6 separate regions of the Mus musculus genome follow, and regions 1, 2, 3, 4 and 6 are each linked to region 5. Evidence: chromatin contacts called from public HiChIP or PLAC-seq and promoter capture Hi-C data. All regions are on one chromosome and are shown on one strand. The core of a region is the stretch at or near the end of the contact, and the rest is flanking DNA. Distances in the headings are between cores, read along the strand shown. Region 1 overlaps Gm35440 (a long non-coding RNA gene). Region 2 has its middle 34 kb from the start of Gm35440. Region 3 has its middle 38 kb from the start of Gm24070. Region 4 holds the start of 4930426I24Rik (RIKEN cDNA 4930426I24 gene). Region 5 holds the start of Max (Max protein). Region 6 has its middle 16 kb from the start of Gm35240.

Region 1 (3,110 bases), core at 217-2,716, 820 kb after region 5:
GCAGCATATAAATGCAATTTACGTCTCTGGCAACTACCTACAGCCTTCCCTTAATGAATCAGTCAGACCATCATGGGCCTCCAAATTGGGTCCTCTGATCCTTTCAGCTTCCAGGTTCTTGCTTTCAAAGTTTATGACTGAATTGGAGACTATTTACAGCAAATGAGACATTTCTGTGAGCCTGGGGGAAGGGGCTCTGATAAACCAATGGTAGAGAATGGCAGAAGATGTATCTAGATGGCATTGGGGACGTGGGGATGGGGGACGAGAGCAATGCCAGGGATCAAACATACTGGACACAAGCTCTCCCAGCCCAGCTATATACCCTGTCCCTCCCCAGCAGGGTTTTTAAAGGCATATTTACATTGTCTTGATCTGTGTCTGGAAAAGGCATGGAGACAGCAGCCACTATTGGACTTAACAAATTATTTGTGTCGACGATGAAGTCCAAACCTACAGTAAACATTGACTACATTTGACCTGTTTTAAGCACGAGGAATTAAGATGGATCTAGGTTTCTGTGTTAGTCAAGGTTGGGGCAGAGATCAAAGAGTATGCTCAAAAGAAATGGCTGAAGATAATTAATGCAGGGGCTGTTTCTAAGCAGTGTTAATGGAAGGCAAAAGGGGTTATGGAAACCCTCGCCCATCTGAAAATCTCTAACACTCCCAGGCATCTGTGGGGAAAAGGGCTGTGTATTCAGGTGGCCCAGTGCTTCCCTGATTCTGAAAGACAAAGGAGCCACACTCTCTCACCAAGCCTTCCTGAGCCAGCCACACAGCTAGGTGCAGAGGAAGGCTCAAAGTTTCTGAGTGGCAAGCAGGAAAAACCCACCCGTGAACACAGAGGCTTGTTCAGAATCGTACATTCATTTGGATCAATATATTTATGCTGATCTATGGGCTTCATTGTCAATGCTCCTCTGGTTCCATGATGCAGTTGAACCCACATCAACAATACTAAACAAGCCAACGAAACCAGCCCTGTTAGCTCAGTACACGGCGGCGCTGGCGAGGCTGGAAGGGAGCTGTACTGAAGCGAATTGTTTGGTAATTCCTGGACTTCCCTTCTGAAGTCAGCTGTGCCTCTGGCCACTGGCCTCTTTTTGCCCCACCCCTCATGCAAAAGGAGCCAGGATTTTGAATTATTGATGAAATCAGACTAAATTTGGGGATTACATGTCTCCATCCCGCCTGTTGTTTGTCCAGTAAATAGCATTTCCTCTGTAAAACTGGAGCTTTCATCTCAGGAGTGTGGACCAGACTTAAACAGACATGGAAGCTTCCCTTGGAGAAAACCTTCTGTGATGCTGGAGCGCTTTGATCTGCGCGCTCTCGGCTGCCATGAAAACACAGAGGCCGCCAGGACACTTTCCCCTTGGCCCGATTCACTTCCCACTGTGGAGTACACAGAGAAACAGACTTTGCTCCTGGTCTTTTTCCTGGCTCAGCTACAGCCTCTCTCACTGGAATTTACTAATTTCTGAGCAGTTAAAATGTTCTCTTTGGTGAGACAGAATCCTTCCGGGGCCCTAGTGGAGACTGGCAGACCTGCTCAGACAGCGCCCTCTGCTGGACACTTCTGGGATCGCGCGTGCCTGGAGGGCCGGGCCAGTTCTGACCTGTCAAGGTGGCAGTCACAGCTGGGTTGTTGAGACACCTGAAATGTGTGTGCGACCTTTTTTTTTTTTTTTTGCCTAGAACACCTCAGTCCTTAATAACCAAGATGCACAAAGAAACCATAGAATTGAGGAAGACACCCCCCCCCGATTTGTCATAATAGAGATTTCTAAACAATGTGCAAAAATCCCTAGGGTATATAAGACTAATAAATTGGACTATGTTAACACCAAGAACATCTTTATGGCTGAAAAAAAAAACATAAAAACTTAAGAGACAAAGGGGCAAAATGCTTTCAATATAGGATCAGTATCTAGAATATATAAAGAATCTCTTTAATAAAAAGAAATGAAAAAATCTAATAGGAAAATATTGCAAAGATACAAAATGCCAGTTCACAGACAAAGAAGTACAAATAGCCCATAAATACACAGCAAACGTACTCAGTTTCATGGTCAAGCAGGAAAATGGACTCCCAAACCCTAGAAAACATCTACAAAAGCTAAGCCAGCTTATTTCCATATTCTGCTGTCAGGGATACAAGCTTTGTAGAGTGACTTGACAGCAGCTACTAAAATGTGAAGTGACTTACATGGCCGCCTAAACGGAGCTGGCTAAGTACATCGGCTCATCCAAAAACACAGATACAGAGCAACGTCTTTGTTTGCTTAGTGCAGTGCAGGGCGTGAAACCAGGGGCTCTATGCAAGCCACACCACCAGGGGCTCTATGCAAGCCACACCACCACCGTGCCACTGAGCTATGCTCCCAGACACTTTTTTTTTTTAAGATTTATTTATTGATTATATGTAAGTACACTGTAGCTGCCTTCAGACACTCCAGAAGAGGGAGTCAGATCTCGTTACAGATGGCTGTGAGCCACCATGTGGTTGCTGGGATTTGAACTCTGGACTCTTCGGTAAGAGCAGTCGGGTGCTCTTACCCACTGAGCCATCTCACCAGCCCGCTCCCAGACACTTAAGGTAGACTTTAAAATAATGTATTATGTGTACTGACAGGTAAAGAACTCAGAAACTACTACTGACTGAGCAAAGACGATGAAGCCACGGAGTGACACATGCTATCATGACATATGTAAAAAGCCTAACCATACAACACAGTGTGTTTCTCTACAGGTAAGGTAACATACATGTTTAATGCATTGCAAAATGCATGAGGCTCATTTAACTGATAGGGAGAGCTACCTCTGGAATAAAAATGAGAATAGAAATGACAGATGTCTGTCTTCTCTGTAATGTTGATTTTTTAAAGAGGATGCCTTCATAGATTACTTGAAATGACTAAAAGCTACTTTTAAAAGAAGAAACTTTTTTGTTTATCCTATTAATGCACTCAGAATGGTCAGAGGGTCTTGCAGCTAAAAAGTAAAACAGGGCCTTAGGTGATCCATGGGAGGGGGAGGGGGTGTGAAGTAAAACACACCATGGTTGTCATGGAGATGGCTTCATTCACTAGCAATCACCCTGAACAT
Region 2 (2,727 bases), core at 76-2,575, 750 kb after region 5:
CTAGCAATCACAAGGATGCATCACCCGTCAGATGTAAACTGCTTATGCCTCTTTCATTTGGAGAGCCAGGATGAGAAATCCACTCCTACTTGAGTCCGAGGAAAAGAACAACAAAAAAGTCATGTGACAGCCCTCCCCTCTGGGACTTCTGCTTGGAAAGGGCCTGTGGCATGCCGTACCCACTCAAACTATTGGTCCAAAACAAATCATCACTGCCTGGCCCAGTGTCAATGAAGTAAAAGGTGTGACTCTTTTATGAAGAAGGGAGGAGGGTGGATAGGGGAAACAATCGTGCTGTCTTGTCAGGTTTGGGGACTTGAAGAATCTTGTGTCTGAGTGATGAATGAAGAAGCACAGTAATTGGCATAAACGGGTTGATTTTTTTTTCCTCTCACAGAAAGAGATGCCTATAACTTATCTCTTACAATCAGAGATAAACTTTCTCATGAGTCCCCAAAATGTTTAATACTGCAATATTAATGTTTGATAAATGTCTGTGAATGTACAAGGGCATTCTGACTCTTAAGGTGAGAGTTTTAGGAGGTGGGCTGTGTGGGAGATGATCAGGTCATGGAAGAAGTCACTTCTGACATGGCATGCGTACCCTTATGAAGGGAAGGTTAGAAAACATTGTCATCCTGTTCCCTTGCGAGTCATCAGCGAACTAGAAGTTCCTTGTCAGAGCCTGCCTACCCCTCTCTTATCTCAGCCTTCAGTGTTCAGAACCACCATAAATATGCTTAGTGTTAATAAGTCACTCCATCTGCAGTACTTCCTTGTTGTAAACCAAACCGACGGAGAAAGACTACGCTGTGCAAGTATAATTTTCTCAGAGACTTGGGGTCATAACTTTGACCATTAACCCTGGCATTGTTGTGGTGTAGAGATATTCCTAGATGTTCCTAGAGGGCTACTCGACTCTTTTTTAAAATGGTCCCAGGGCCATTTTGCTTTTGGAGCTCAAGGCTTTATTCTATAATTTTTCTGTTCATTCCCCCAAGTACCAGGCTCAGGGTTGCTTTATCTTGATAACCAGAGTGAGTCTTCTTTAGCCCTTACATCACCTAGAAGCTCATTAGAAATTCAGAGTCTGGCCCCATCCCAGGCCTTCTCAATCAGGCTTTGCATTTTAATATGTCTCCTAGGTGTTAAATATGCACATTAATGTTGGAGAAGCAGCCCAGAGTTTCCCCACCTGGAGGGCATATTGGTATCACCAGGGAAACATTACGAATTCTGAGGCTGGACCCAGAGCCCCTCCTCCAGAGCCTGGCCTAATTGGTCCGGGGTCTGCAGAGGGCACTGGAGGTTGAAGAGCTCCCTCTGTGATTCTAATGTGCAGCCAGGGCTGAGAGACACAGCTGTCTGCTGGCTCTCTCTTGGCTGCATGGACTTGCAGGCTCAGTGATTAGGGAAGCAAGCTTATTTACAATTGTTCAATTGTGTTGCTGGCCATTAGCATCACTCCCAACAAGGCTGGGGGAGCCTGGAGTATTCAGAAGTAGCAATAACCGAAGTTTCTAAAGAACTTCTATGGGATGAGAATATTATCCTTGATCTTTATATATTCTGTTATCTAAGTTTAAATGGAAGAGACTGAACTTCAAAAATGTTGACCTTTCCCAATGTCTAATTAGTAGAGCTAGGATTTTGTTCACTGTATGTTCCTCTTAGAACATACTCTTAATATGTCCTTTAGTTTTGTGAAAGGGTAAGCTGGATCACTATGAAGACAAGTTCAGGATTCTACAGGTTGTATGGGGGAAAACTGAGCAATGCAAAGAAATTACATAGCTTTGAAGGTGAGGGTGAAGTTATGTGTGGGTTGAAGCATGTCTTACAGTCAACTTCTTAAAATTAGGCAAGATGTTAGCTATAGAGGTAAATACACCAGGAGCATCGTCTCATTTAATCTTCACTACAATCTTGAATACAGTGCTAACTGTTCTCATTTTATGGTAGTGGGGATGGAGGCTGGGATGTAAATTAGTGAATTAACAAAGAGTGGAGCAAGTCTGGAAATCTAGCTTCAAAGCTTGTACTAGTTTGTGACTTAATCTCTTAAAGAATTGTCCCACTAGCCCATCTAACTACTTGCTTCAAGTAAAGAAAGGTAAGATCAGATCTTCATCAACCTTCTATCTACAGAGGCATGTTGGGGCCAGCACACCTCACCTGCTAATTTTACCTTCTCATAGGTTGAGAGTGGGGAGTTTCTAGTAGTCAGGAAGTCTGGGTTTGGGGTGGTGGTGTTTAGTTTTAGGAACTCAACTTTCCAGAATTTGAAAACTTAACAGTTCTTAGAATATTCCAGAACCCCCTTCAGGGACAAGGAAATCACTAGTCCAATCCAGCAATAGTTGGTTCACTGGGCTATTTACAGGAAGAGGCCTGGGTACCTGTAAGAACACCTGAGAGTACAGACAGAAATACCTCTATGGGTTAGCAGCGATGGGGCAGTTGGGTGGTCAGCACAGGGTAACTGGTTATGAAGAAAGAAAGGGAGAAAAGGACGGAGGGTTGAAGCATGGGTTCTTCTGCCTCCTTATTCGGGAGTTCCTGTTTCAACCATCCATCTTGCCTCCCTGGCAGAAGTCATGAGGAGTGGCTGCTGTAGGAACAAGCTGATCTCAGATTAGACAGACTGAGGAGGAGGGACCACATTGCTAAAGTGGAAAAATTCTTTAACAAGATCTCCAGTTGATTTTCTCTCCCTCATAGAAACCT
Region 3 (2,773 bases), core at 90-2,589, 890 kb after region 5:
GTGTGTGTGTGTGTGTGTGTGTGTCTCCTTAGAGCTCACCTCCTGCCCTGGAAAGAGCCCCTGAAAAAGGGGAACAGCAAGTTGACAATATGAGAAGAAAGGATTTGCTAATGCTTGCTGAGCATCCAAAGTGTAACACTGGAGAGATGGCTGAGTGTGTGTTCCTCCGGTCTCAGAGGCAGAACACAGGATGCTCACATTGCCATTGCTTCCCTTTCCATATCCATCATAGCTGTCACTCTGACTCCTCCACCATCTTCCTCTATCTCATCTCAATCCTTTGAGGATCTTGGAACATTTTGAGAATTGTAAAATACCAAGATCGTCAGAATGATATAAATACAAATATACAATTAGATAACCCTCCCTATTTTTAATGTATTTTTAAGGGGGCTCCTATCTCCAGCCACTAGAATCTATAGACCAGGGTCTGTGGGTTCAAGGTTTAGAAACCCTGTTCCAGACAGGTCCTCCACTGCTAATACCTCTCAATAGCATCACCCTGGACAATTACTCCCTCTTCCCCTACTTCTTCCTGCCTTCCCCTACTAGCTGGCTTCAGTACATGATTGGGCCAGTTGACGTGACACCATGGACAGATCAGTAGTTGTTTTCTGGGTCTGCTGGAAACAGCTAAATTCCCTGAAGCAAACCCTTAGTTATTGATTTTCTCTACTTGAACATTTTCATGATAATCCCTGATTAAATCATAAAACACTGCATCCGCCATCTGCTGCTTCCATCTCTTGAGCCAAACCTCAATTTCTTTGGGGCCCTTGAACTCAGAGGCAAGAAGTTCTAGAGATATGCACTTCATTTTTTCACTCAGTTAAGCACCAATAGCCATTGAGCATCTAATGCCAGGCGCTGTACTTAGTATCAGAAATGTGGAAACAATAAAACAGACCTTATCCTAAGTTCGAGGTCTATTTTCTCCTTCAAAACTATTGTATAATTACTAAGAATAACTATATAAGTGAAAAGTCCAGCTCTAAATATGTTATATGTTTTGTCATTACATTTTAAGGAAACTCAGTGAGCTAAGCATTGATATTAGCCTTATTTTGCAAATAGGACCATTGGAAAGTCCAAGGAATTTATTCAAACTGGAGAGAGGTAAAGACAGGATATAACACTAGACAGTTTGATTAAAACACCTTTAGAATCAACATCTCTCCCTGGTTATAGTTACAAAGCAGAGTTAGAGCCTTTAGCACCACTGAAATGTGAACAGATGTCTCAGAAAAAAATCAGTTCAGCAATGTGCATGTATTTAAGTAACCCCGGGGGTATCTGTGGTTGCCAAGAGACTGAAAGTCAGCAGGAATGTAATCAGAAGGTATTGACGGCTTTGTTAACCAGGGAGGGACTGAGGATCCTGGCAAGAGGATGATGTAGATGAATAGGAATGTGAGACTCCGGATTGCTAGAATCAAGCTGGCAGTCGGGGAACAAAGGAGCCCCAAGTTATAAACACATGCTTTAAAATTATATACATACTTCTATTTATAACTTTGGTAGACACAGATTATTTTTGAGGTTAAAAAAAAATGAAGAATGTAAAAAGTAGGTACTAAGACGCCTGACTGGCATGAAGAAAATATTTTTTAAACTCTATTTCTCATATTGGTAACTTCCAAAAGCCTCTGTTCTACCAGAAACTCAGTAGAATACAGGACTGGGGGTGGAGGGGCATTGAGAGGGGCGGTTCCTCCAAAAGGACAATTCAGTGTTTTACAAAGAAGTCTAAGGGTTATATAATTTGAGTGACCGTCCTTAAAAAAAATTATTACTATCAAAGTTAGATCTTGGGTATTAGAAAGGGCCAGAAGCAAAAGGTGTACTAGCTTTACAGCATAATTGACTCTGCCCAAGTGGGTGGTGGAGTCAGAGTGGTGCTGCTAAGACGTGTGGCTAATATCTGGCTGTAGTGACAGCTCCGACTGAGAGAGCAACCTTTGCAGAATAGAGAAACTACTGGAAGGCATTTTGATAAAAAAGATGCAGAACAATGGTGGGGGCTGTTGTCAGGGAAGCTTTGAGCAATCCAAGTCTCTGAGAAAGACACCCAGAGTTAATCTGAACAAGAGACCAATATTTGCTTATTAGCCTGTCAGTGTTTAAAATTAAGCCAGCTAGTGTCTATAGTACCCATGTACAAACTACAAGAAGACACTTACATAGGCAGGCAAAACGGAAAGATGAATCCCATTTGGCTGTGTTGCTCCAACTCTCCAACCTAGGTGCCTGCACAGCCTGGTCAAGCATTGCGGCAAAGGAGAAAGAATTCCCATCTCTTTCTGGGAGATTTCACTTGCAGGAAGAAATGCGAGCCAGGGAAATGAAAGGTGGATGGGAACCCCAATCCATCCTCCCAGTGAGGCATCTCTATGCTGTTTGCAATCCTCTCTGTCCAAGAGGCAAGCCCTGCACCTAGAAGCTTGGCTATTTTATAGCCTCCCTAAAAGAACCTACAAACATAGTTCTTTGACTCAGAAACTCCACTTCTTAGAATCTGCCTTATGAAAACCAGCAGTGGGAAAGATAACAATATAGGTAAACAAAATCTGCCCATTGTATTTATAGTATAAACAGAAGAAAACAACAACAAAGCCATCTGTATGTCTAATAATAGAAAACTAATTCATGGACTCGTGGTTACACCTTGCAACAAAGTACTCTCTGTGGTCCTGCTACTTGGAGGCTGAAAGAAAAGAAGGAGCTCAAGTTCAAGGGCTGCCCAGACTACTAAGTGACCTCAAGACTACCCCGA
Region 4 (2,847 bases), core at 293-2,792, 560 kb before region 5:
TTCTTTCATGGAAAATAGAGAACTGCAGTTGCCAATGGCAAACGTGGTTTTGAAACTGTAAATTACATATAGGAATAGAAAGAATCTTTAAAACTTTCCCGATTAAGTTTTGTAGAACTCTGAGCTGGAGAGATGGCTCCGAGGGTAAGCACACTTACTGCTTCACCAAAGGACCTGGGTTCAGTTCCCAGCATCTGTGTCAGGTGGCTCAGGACCAAATGTCACTCTAGCTCTAGGGTCTCTAATTCTGGCCTCTGCACCACATTGCATACACACACACAGATAATTTTTTTTTTAATCAAAAGCTCTTTTAAAGTTTTTTATTGAATTCTGTCAACATTACCTTTTAGACAACGAAAACTTTCATGTTTCTCATACTGTCTTCTCCATCACTGTCTCACACGACTTACTGGCCAGTTTCAGAGGGGTGCTTCTTTCCTGGAGCTTCGAAGACAAAAACAAACAAACTAACAAACACCCCAAAGCACAAAAAGTTGCTTAACATATCCAGATTCTAATCTTCAATTCTGAACTCTTCTGCCCTCCTCGTCGCCCACATTCCACCACCTCAACCTCGATAAAGAATGCTTTTCTTACTCTCCTTTGCAGGAGTTAGGCATGTCACCTCCTCAGGGATGCTTTGATGTTTTCCCCTCAGGCTCTGTGTGCCCCTCCCTGCCCTCTGTTGTCACCGGACTGGCTTACCCCCTTATCACACGACTTAGGCCCGTTTCCCTTGTTCTTTTCATCTCATATTGGGCACCTGTCAAAGTTTTACAGCGACGACTGTCCTCAGCTTCCCATCCGTAAGGCGAGGCGGTCGTTCTACATTACAGGTCTCCGTTTTCCTGTAGGGAGTCCTTTTACAGGAGCCAGCTTCTGCCCACCCCCTTGTTCCAGAGAATACTTTCCAAAATTATTCTCAGATTCCGGCTAAACAAGTGCCAAAGACTCTTTTTCATCTACTTCCTCTCACAAGTCTGTGCTGCCAACCTATTCTTCTCATTCAACCGAACTCCGCGCAAAAGGACTAATTCCTTAACAAGATCACGCGTGCGGGGACGGGAGTCAGAGGGGTGACACTGGCTTATTACGCAGTGCCACCAAGAAGTCAAAACCGCCCATTAGGGCGCCTGAAAGAAAATAAACTAGGAAAGCCGAGGGAGAAAGTTGGGCGGAGGCGGCTCGCGAGCCGTAGCCGCTCGCGCTGCGCGGGAAGCCACCCGCCTCCCGGGTAAGCACCCCGCATCCTTCCCCGGTCGCGCACTTTCTGAGACGCGCTGGGAAGGGGGAGGGGTACTGACTCGTACCCGCCCAACTTCGCAGTCCCCGCCCTGGAACCGCCCCTCACCCAGCCCCAGTCCCCGCTACAGGAACAGCAGGGGCAGGGAAGGCGAGAACCGATCCCAGCCGTTCTGTATTCGATGCAACCGCCCTAGAAGGAATTCGGGCCCCGGGAGCCGAGTCAGTGGCGGCACCCGACACCGAACGGTACAGAAACCCTTTCGGAGGCCAGCGCCCCTTCCGTGCTGCCTCCGCGCGCCCCGCCCCGCGCCTCCCTGCCACACGCTTCGGATTCTGCGCTGCTCATTGGGCATCTGCCCCGCCAATCTGAAAGATGTTAGCGAATCACGCTTTAGAAAAGGCAAAGAGAACGGGAAAGGGGGCTTTCACACTGGCTCCCCTGGCGCGAGCTTAACGCCCCCAAAGCGGCTGGAGGCACTGGGCGGGGCTTCATTTGCATAACGGCCGCCCCTTGGTCTCCCTGCCCAAGGCTGGCGTCAAGCGCCTCACCCAACTAGATATCAGTTGGACCACCGGCTGGTCACTCCGACCAGGCAAGCCTGTGGGAGCGCCGGACGGGTTGGAGCGGGCGGGCCCGGGGACCGATTGGCTCTGAGAGTTTCCAGCAGGCAGGGAGGAGGGGACTATAAGAACCAGAAGCCCCGTAGAGGTCTCCGGGAGACGCTAGTCGCGCTCGTGGAGAGTTGTGAGAAGCGACCGTTGGCTCAGGTCCCGGCTTGCGCTTGCCTCTCCTGACGCTTTCGTCCTAACGTTGCTTTGCCTGTTTTTTCAGTCAGGATGTCTGCCCGCGGCCCGGCTATCGGCATCGACCTGGGCACCACTTACTCGTGCGTGGGGGTATTCCAACATGGCAAGGTGGAGATCATCGCCAACGACCAGGGTAACCGCACCACCCCCAGCTACGTGGCCTTCACTGACACCGAGCGTCTCATCGGCGACGCCGCCAAGAACCAAGTGGCCATGAACCCCACAAACACCATCTTCGACGCCAAGCGGCTGATCGGACGGAAGTTCGAGGACGCCACAGTGCAGTCCGATATGAAGCACTGGCCGTTCCGAGTGGTGAGCGAAGGTGGGAAGCCCAAAGTGCAGGTGGAATATAAAGGGGAGATGAAGACCTTCTTCCCTGAGGAGATTTCTTCCATGGTCCTCACTAAGATGAAGGAGATCGCCGAAGCCTACCTGGGGGGCAAGGTGCAGAGCGCAGTCATCACTGTTCCTGCCTATTTCAACGACTCGCAGCGCCAGGCCACCAAGGATGCGGGCACCATCACCGGCCTCAACGTGTTGCGCATCATCAATGAGCCCACAGCAGCGGCCATCGCCTACGGCCTGGATAAGAAGGGCTGTGCGGGCGGCGAGAAGAACGTGCTCATCTTTGACCTGGGCGGGGGCACCTTCGATGTGTCCATCCTGACCATCGAGGATGGCATCTTTGAGGTGAAGTCCACGGCCGGCGATACCCACCTGGGTGGCGAAGACTTCGACAACCGTATGGTCAGCCACCTGGCGGAGGAGTTCAAGCGCAAACACAAGAAGGAC
Region 5 (3,112 bases), core at 249-2,748:
CCTCTCTTTTTTCCATTGTCGTTTTTTGGGGAATATCATGCTTTTCTAGATCCTAGGAGTCTGCAGTAGTCACATGACCTTGGCTAAAGGCGATTATTACATGTGCCTGCAACTTCACACAACTATGGAGATACTGCTTAAAGTTTACCTGCTCCTAAATAAAACCTAGCCAGTTTGCTCTGAAATAACACTACCATTCACTTCAGAATGCCCTTCCATTTCTCACATATCTCCGCCGCACTGAACACTACAGAACAACTCAGTTCACAGCACAGGCCTCCTCACTTGCCTGCCTACCTACCTACCTACTCACTAGAATCTACCACCTGAATATCAAGAATCATGTGGATTTGCAACGCCCCCCTCCTCCAACCCCAACAGACTCAACCTCACCTTAGCGGTTAAGAGGAGTTTACAAGAGTATTAAAAGTAATAGAACGATCTCTTTTTCTGACTCCAAAAAGAACCAAAACTGAACGGAAATGAAAATGAAATGGAGAGTAGGAGACGTACCGCAGATTGAAACCTCGGTTGCTCTTCCTGGAATAAGAGAGAGAGAAAAATAGAAAATACAGAAGTTATTTTCACACTTCGAATTCAATAATAAGAAAGAAAATGCCGGCGGCGGAGGAAGCAGCGGGTGGGGAGTCAGTCTGACACCCCTCCCTCCCTCTTTCCCCTTCCACTCTCTCCAGCGAGATCCCGTAGCCTAGTTGGGGGGGGGGGGGGGGGGGGTTTCAGGCACTGCCCCTCCTTCTGGGATCCGAACCGGACAAGAGGGATCCGGAACACTGCCTGCTCTCCCTCGATCCCTCTAGGGCGTCAGAGCACTCCCAGCCCCTTCACCCCAAGGATCAACCGGTCACAGGAGGAGGGAGCTCATGGACCCAAAGAGCAAGAGCTGAGCGCTGGTCTCCTTGCCCAGGATCCGGAAGGATAATGGGATCCCCAGCCGGGCAGAGCGGAGAGGGAGGCCTCGACACCCTCCTCCACGGGAGAATGTGGGGGTCCCAGAGGCCGCGTGTCTGCTCCCACCTTCAGTCCCAGGAGGCCTCTCCGGACAGGACTGGAGGGGAGCGAGCCTGGAGCGCGACGCAGGCGGTCCCGGCCCCGGGGGGAGGGGGAGAAAAGGACGGAGGCGGCGGCGACCCGACCCCCTCCCGCCGTCGCCCGGCTGAGAACCCTTGCCGCTGTCCCCGCCTGACAACCCGAACGGAAAGGAAGAAGCCCCAGGACTCACGTCGCTCTCCACCTCGATGTCATCGTTATCGCTCATTTCCTACGGCCCAGGGAGCGGCCACTGCAGCGGCGGCCGGGGAGGGGAGGGGTGGAGGGAAGGGGGAAGTCACCGACAACAACAAGCCGAGTGCCCCCACGCACACACTCACTCACTCGCTCACTCACTCACACACACTCACGCACACACAACACGGGCGACAACCACCTCACTGCAGCACCGGATCAACGGCGGCACGCACGCCCGATCGGCCCCCTAACACGTGACCGGGCTCACCGCGCCGGGGTAGCTGAGACTTGTAGTCCTCGAGCGTCGGATGGGCGAGTGAGAGAGAGCCAGAGAAACTACAAATCCCATCAGGAACCGCACACAGGCTTCGCCAGACTCGCTTGTTGACAGAGCTCAGGGCGCCTGCGCCCCGGGTGTTGGCAGCGAGAAGTGGCGCGGTGCCTCCCGGGAGATGTAGTCCACAGACCGCGAGTTGTCAGGAGATTTTCCTCCCCAGGCGGCGGAGAGGCTGCTGGGAAGACAGGACACGTGGAGGGAGCTGGGCTCCTGGAGCCGGCCACAATTCCGAGCTCTGGGCGCCCGGCCCAAGGGATTGGGTGGAGGCTCGGGGGTTTGGGGGCGGGGGGAGAGAAACTGGCTGCCAAAATAACACTGTCTCTTCTTGGCTAGACTGCTTTTACATTGTCTCGTTTAATGCTTGAGTCGCTCCACTTGCGCCCTGGGGCGTAACCCTCCCGGGAAGGAATCACGCTGTGGCTGACCAGGGGGCGCGGTCGAGATGCCCACGCGGGCCCTCTGTTATCTGGGTTTAAGGTGTTAAGAGACATTACGGGACAAACTAAAGGACCGATTTCGCCGGGTGTCCTTCATCTCAAGAATCTTGCTTTCATTTGTCCGAGAGAACTGTCCTTGCTGGGCTTGAGTGTTTACAAAACCTCTCGTAGGTGCAAGTAAAACCTACCTTCTGTTTGTTGTAGCCGGAGCAGATTAGGGAGTGCCCCAGTTTATAGAGAACTTTAATTAACTGCAAAAAGAATCAAAACGGGAAAGTTGTGCAGCTCCCTGTCCAGTTAAGGTCATACATAATGCAACGAGGTATGAAGTGTAACTACATTGTCCCCACCCGCATTTAGCTAAGTATCTAATATGTGGCAGCCCAGGAATGGCATGATGTGTCCCCTCAAAGACTTCACAGCTTTGAAAGCAAAAACCGGACTACCCTGTCACCATTTTCAGTGTGCACCAGGTCCTCAATGAAACAACAAACAAACAAACAAACAAACAAACAGTAATAATAAGGTCATCTGAGAAATTAACCAGACTACCACTTTACAATTGATCTTCAAAATGAGTGCGGTCTTGAGTTTGATTTATGAGTTAATGTTTTTTGAGTAAAAAATCATTTAACCCCTGACTATTGAGTGCAGAAACTTGGTGGTGTAATACAATCTTTCTGACACCTAGCCCAGGCTGGCCTTAAATGTCCGTGTGGCCAAGCCTAGTGATGAGAACACAGTCATAAGCAGACACTGACTCGTAATAGAAGTCAAGGGCTGTAAGGGAGACAAAGATGGTAAGAGGGTTTTTTGTTTGTTTGTTTGGTTGGTTGGTTGGTTTTTCGAGACAGGGTTTCTCTGTGTAGCCCTGGCTGTCCTGGAACTCACTCTGTAGACCAGGCTGGCCTCATCTCTGCCTCCCAAGTGCTGGGATTAAAGGCATTTGCCACCACTGCCTGGATAAGATAGTAAGAGTTAACTGGATACCAGAAGTAGAGACAATGGATGATCACCGCAAACCCTCCTTATATATCTACCTGCAATGTGCAATGTGCAGAGTGCATCCTTAGCTGCAAGTTAGTTTTTTGGG
Region 6 (2,807 bases), core at 44-2,543, 580 kb after region 5:
AGGTCTTCGGTCACTTCAGGTGAGCAGCAGGCATTTTGATTTTCTAGACGTGACAGCACAAATGATGTGCAGCCCCCATCTTCTCTAACTCCTTGCTTCCAGCCCATCCCTGATTCAGGATGGGATCAGAGGACCATCCCATTTCTGGAGGGGAAACTCTCTTGCCTGCGTTCCTAGCCTGACCTTGCGGGTTGTTGTCGATGTCTGCCAGGCTGATTGATTACTCTTGCATTATTTGCCTGTGTACAACCAGAAATATCTAAGAGATAGAGTTCTTCTGTCCTCACCAATAGCTACCGGAAAGCCTCTGGGTGCCATGAAGTGGGCAAAGCCACCACAAGTCTGCACAATCGCCTGTGCACTTGGTATGTACATGGCTATTTATGGTTTGTATATGTGTCCTGTAACTCACTTGGCCATCCCACACCTACTGGGCACTAACCATATGCCAGGCACTGTGCTAGAAACTGCTGATAGGAAAATGGCTGAAAGGCACCCCAGTCTTAAAGCCCAGTGTGAAAAGAAAGACAGAGCCATAAACACACAGTAGTAGTGCAGTGTGATAAGGGCAAGAGGAGGAGGGAGTATGGCCAAAGACAATTAAATATTGTTCAATCTCAAATGGTATACCAGAAAAGGAATGGTAGTTTATTGAGTCTCATAGGACTCTAGAGGTGCTCTTTGGTTGTTAAGCCCTTAGAGCTGAGTCCTGGCCATGGGACTCAGCAGTGATTTTTCCTGGGGGGGGGGGGGGACTTACTTAAATTTGCCCTAGCAAACAACAACTTGCCAGAGAAGCTGCACTATCCAAGTCCAGCTTGGTGAACCAATAGGTTAATTGGGGTTACTTATAAGAATATGAGACAAGGAGTTACGTATAGGAGCATGGGTGATTATTACGAAAACTCCGTCCTTGGAATTCTCGGCACAACTTAGAGGCAGTCACACCACTGAGAAGGCTCTCTTCCCCAAACAGTTACCTCTTATTCAACATCAAAGAAAGGGCCTTTGTGAACCCTGTTTTGTGTTCTGTGAGCTGAGTCTTGCAAATTTCTTGAGCCTTCTGGGTTCTCCCCATCCATCCATAAAGGAACAATTCAATCCCAGTGATGAGGGAGGAGCAGCAAAGGGCAGTGGGTGCCAGGCGAGCAGGAACAAATGACAGCAAGGTCCCTTTGCCTAGAGTTCCTAGGCAGGTCTGAGGTTCTTGGGCTGCCTGGACCACAGAGTCCTCCGTTCTTCATAGGAAGTGATGAACCACAATCAACAACTGCAGCTGTCAACAGACTTAGCCTGCAAAGCGGCTAAGGAGTTGACTGTCATGTCTGGCCAACTTTGTCCCCTCTCTAGTTCCTTGTTTATGCTCAAGGACACCAAGTACTTTCTATCTGTGAAGGTACTTCCTGTCTTTCTGTAGGGGGTGCCTCTCCCTGGAGGCCGTACTTGGTCTACAGTCCTGATGAGTTTCAGACAAATAGGGCCGCATCTTGATTCATACCACTTAGAGCTAAAACATCTTCCAACAAACGGGAATTGCTGCTGTAGGGAGCTTCAGACAATGTTCTTTTCATTAATTAAAATGACAGGGAGCTATTCAGCCCTCAGCTCAGAACTGTCTCTAAAAGATGATTAGGTATTCAGGGTTGTCACACGATATGCCTCAAGGCACTCTGGGAAGTGGGGGGGGGGAGCTGGGAGTGAAGCAGAGCCTGTAAGCACTAAGAAAAGAGATAACCCTTTTAGAAGCTGGCATGGGCCAAGGTCAGATGCAATGTCATAGTGCTTAGTTGGTTCCTCTTAGGACGCCCTTCCCATTGTTACTTGGCCAAAGGAAAGGGGCAGTGACTAAGTGGAAAGCAAACCAGACCAGAAATTGGAAAGTTAGAAGTCTAGATTCAGCTCTGCTCTGTGTCAAAGGAATCACTTGCCTGGGTAAAGCCAATGCTGTGCCTTAGTTTCCTTGCCTGTGAAATGGGTTGGCCCACACTTGCAAGCTAAGAGGGCCACCCAGGATATTATGTATCTGAGAATCATTTCTTGGCTCACCTGTAAATGAGAATACATCCAATCTCTAGGCCATTTCCAGCCCCACAATCAACAAGCTATTGAAAGATGAAAATATTATGACCCCCAAATACTTGGTATTAGTATTATGCTTTTATTATTCTCCATGGTAACCTAAGTATTTTTATAAAATGCTTAATACTTCACTGTTTTCCACTGGCTGGTACTTAGCAGAAAGGAGCAAAGCAACCCAAAACCTGTGGCTGGTCAGAATGCCTTCTCTAGGGATCCGTGTCATGGCCACCTGCTTGAAAAGGAAGACTCTGTGGCCAAGTAAATCCCAAAGGACATTGCCATCATGTCCCTCTATCCAGTGACGAACGCTCATTCAACTTGAAGATGAATATTTTACCTCAGGGTTAGATGTTACAGGGAAGAAAAGCAATGGTGCTTTAAGTCAGATCAAAAATTTAAAACCCTCTGTTTGTGGATGGTACAAAAGAGAGGTAAGACATGGTCCCTTACATTCATGCCAACTAGGCAGGGCCCATGAACAGGAAGTACCCACCAGGGATGGGTTAGACGAGTGTCTAATAGAAGCACATAAGATCTTAGGGGTACTCTGTGGTTGGGTGTTAGAACAATGGCAACAAGTAGCCTGTGATGTGGGAAAGAGATGTTGGGGGATCAAATGTATGATTTGACTCTCTGGGAAAACCTGTATTGAAGTTTAATCTCACTGCAAGGGGCTAAGAAAGCAAACTTAACCCGGTCAGAGTATTTTGAAATAGAATCCTTGGAAG

What was found. Promoter capture Hi-C pulls out the DNA fragments that hold promoters and counts their contacts. HiChIP or PLAC-seq counts read pairs in DNA pulled down with a chosen protein or histone mark. Capture Hi-C pulls out chosen DNA fragments and counts their contacts.
Region 1: a contact with region 5 is called in a promoter capture Hi-C map of embryonic stem cells, with 4 times the contacts expected there. The contact joins the enhancer-like site here to the promoter of Max in region 5. A contact is called at or near these places in 13 of 39 promoter capture datasets (the 3T3-L1 cell line, 3T3-L1-derived adipocytes, the C10 cell line and 8 more), 2 of 15 datasets of contacts at CTCF or cohesin (embryonic stem cells and pro-B cells), 1 of 484 Hi-C or Micro-C datasets (embryonic stem cells), 13 of 115 datasets of contacts at active chromatin or transcription factors (the 230-238 cell line, the NIH/3T3 cell line, astrocytes and 9 more) and 1 of 9 other capture datasets (adipose tissue).
Region 2: a contact with region 5 is called in an H3K27ac HiChIP or PLAC-seq map of differentiating embryonic stem cells, with 3 times the contacts expected there. The contact joins the enhancer-like site here to the promoter of Max in region 5. A contact is called at or near these places in 2 of 39 promoter capture datasets (the C10 cell line and liver) and 6 of 115 datasets of contacts at active chromatin or transcription factors (bone marrow-derived macrophages, differentiating embryonic stem cells, embryonic forebrain and 3 more).
Region 3: a promoter capture Hi-C map of second pharyngeal arch cranial neural crest shows a contact between it and region 5, with 4 times the contacts expected there. The contact joins the enhancer-like site here to the promoter of Max in region 5. A contact is called at or near these places in 5 of 39 promoter capture datasets (the 3T3-L1 cell line, hippocampal neurons, liver and 1 more), 8 of 115 datasets of contacts at active chromatin or transcription factors (the 230-238 cell line, differentiating embryonic stem cells, embryonic limb bud and 5 more) and 1 of 9 other capture datasets (pancreatic islet).
Region 4: a contact with region 5 is called in a promoter capture Hi-C map of liver, with 2.6 times the contacts expected there. The contact joins the promoter of 4930426I24Rik here to the promoter of Max in region 5. A contact is called at or near these places in 1 of 39 promoter capture datasets (neutrophils), 3 of 484 Hi-C or Micro-C datasets (embryonic stem cells, erythroblasts and regulatory T cells), 2 of 115 datasets of contacts at active chromatin or transcription factors (embryonic stem cells and memory CD8 T cells) and 2 of 9 other capture datasets (adipose tissue and liver).
Region 6: an H3K4me3 HiChIP or PLAC-seq map of pro-B cells shows a contact between it and region 5, with 4 times the contacts expected there. The contact joins the enhancer-like site here to the promoter of Max in region 5. A contact is called at or near these places in 4 of 39 promoter capture datasets (the C10 cell line, embryonic stem cells and pre-B cells), 4 of 115 datasets of contacts at active chromatin or transcription factors (bone marrow-derived macrophages, large pre-B cells, memory CD8 T cells and 1 more) and 2 of 9 other capture datasets (adipose tissue and liver).

What each region holds. Positions count from the first base shown.
Region 1 is chr12:77,780,010-77,783,119 of GRCm38.p6, forward strand. It overlaps Gm35440 (a long non-coding RNA gene), which reads left to right. Exons shown (of 4, transcript XR_381711.3): 2 at 2,638-2,754. Among named protein-coding and RNA genes, the nearest start is that of Gm35488, 31 kb to the right of the region's middle. Within about 2 kb of position 1,467, at least 49 of the 459 cell types and tissues checked have an H3K27ac peak or open chromatin away from gene starts, as enhancers often do. A contact at or near this core is called in adipose tissue, astrocytes, embryonic stem cells and 2 more, where this site is marked.
Region 2 is chr12:77,714,971-77,717,697 of GRCm38.p6, forward strand. No RefSeq gene overlaps it. Among named protein-coding and RNA genes, the nearest start is that of Gm35440, 34 kb to the right of the region's middle. Within about 2 kb of position 1,326, at least 11 of the 459 cell types and tissues checked have an H3K27ac peak or open chromatin away from gene starts, as enhancers often do. A contact at or near this core is called in differentiating embryonic stem cells, where this site is marked.
Region 3 is chr12:77,851,487-77,854,259 of GRCm38.p6, forward strand. No RefSeq gene overlaps it. Among named protein-coding and RNA genes, the nearest start is that of Gm24070, 38 kb to the left of the region's middle. Within about 2 kb of position 1,340, at least 38 of the 459 cell types and tissues checked have an H3K27ac peak or open chromatin away from gene starts, as enhancers often do. A contact at or near this core is called in neural tube and second pharyngeal arch cranial neural crest, where this site is marked.
Region 4 is chr12:76,402,452-76,405,298 of GRCm38.p6, forward strand. It overlaps 4930426I24Rik (RIKEN cDNA 4930426I24 gene), which reads right to left and starts at 1,543. Exons shown (of 4, transcript NR_166810.1): 1 at 706-1,543; 2 at 344-444. It overlaps Hspa2 (heat shock protein 2), which reads left to right and starts at 1,725. Exons shown (of 2, transcript NM_001002012.1): 1 at 1,725-1,838; 2 at 2,078-2,847. The coding sequence starts at 2,083.
Region 5 is chr12:76,960,750-76,963,861 of GRCm38.p6, forward strand. Max (Max protein) reads right to left here and starts at 1,499. Exons shown (of 4, transcript NM_001146176.1): 1 at 1,241-1,499. The coding sequence starts at 1,276.
Region 6 is chr12:77,536,003-77,538,809 of GRCm38.p6, forward strand. No RefSeq gene overlaps it. Among named protein-coding and RNA genes, the nearest start is that of Gm35240, 16 kb to the right of the region's middle. Within about 2 kb of position 1,294, at least 57 of the 459 cell types and tissues checked have an H3K27ac peak or open chromatin away from gene starts, as enhancers often do. A contact at or near this core is called in memory CD8 T cells and pro-B cells, where this site is marked.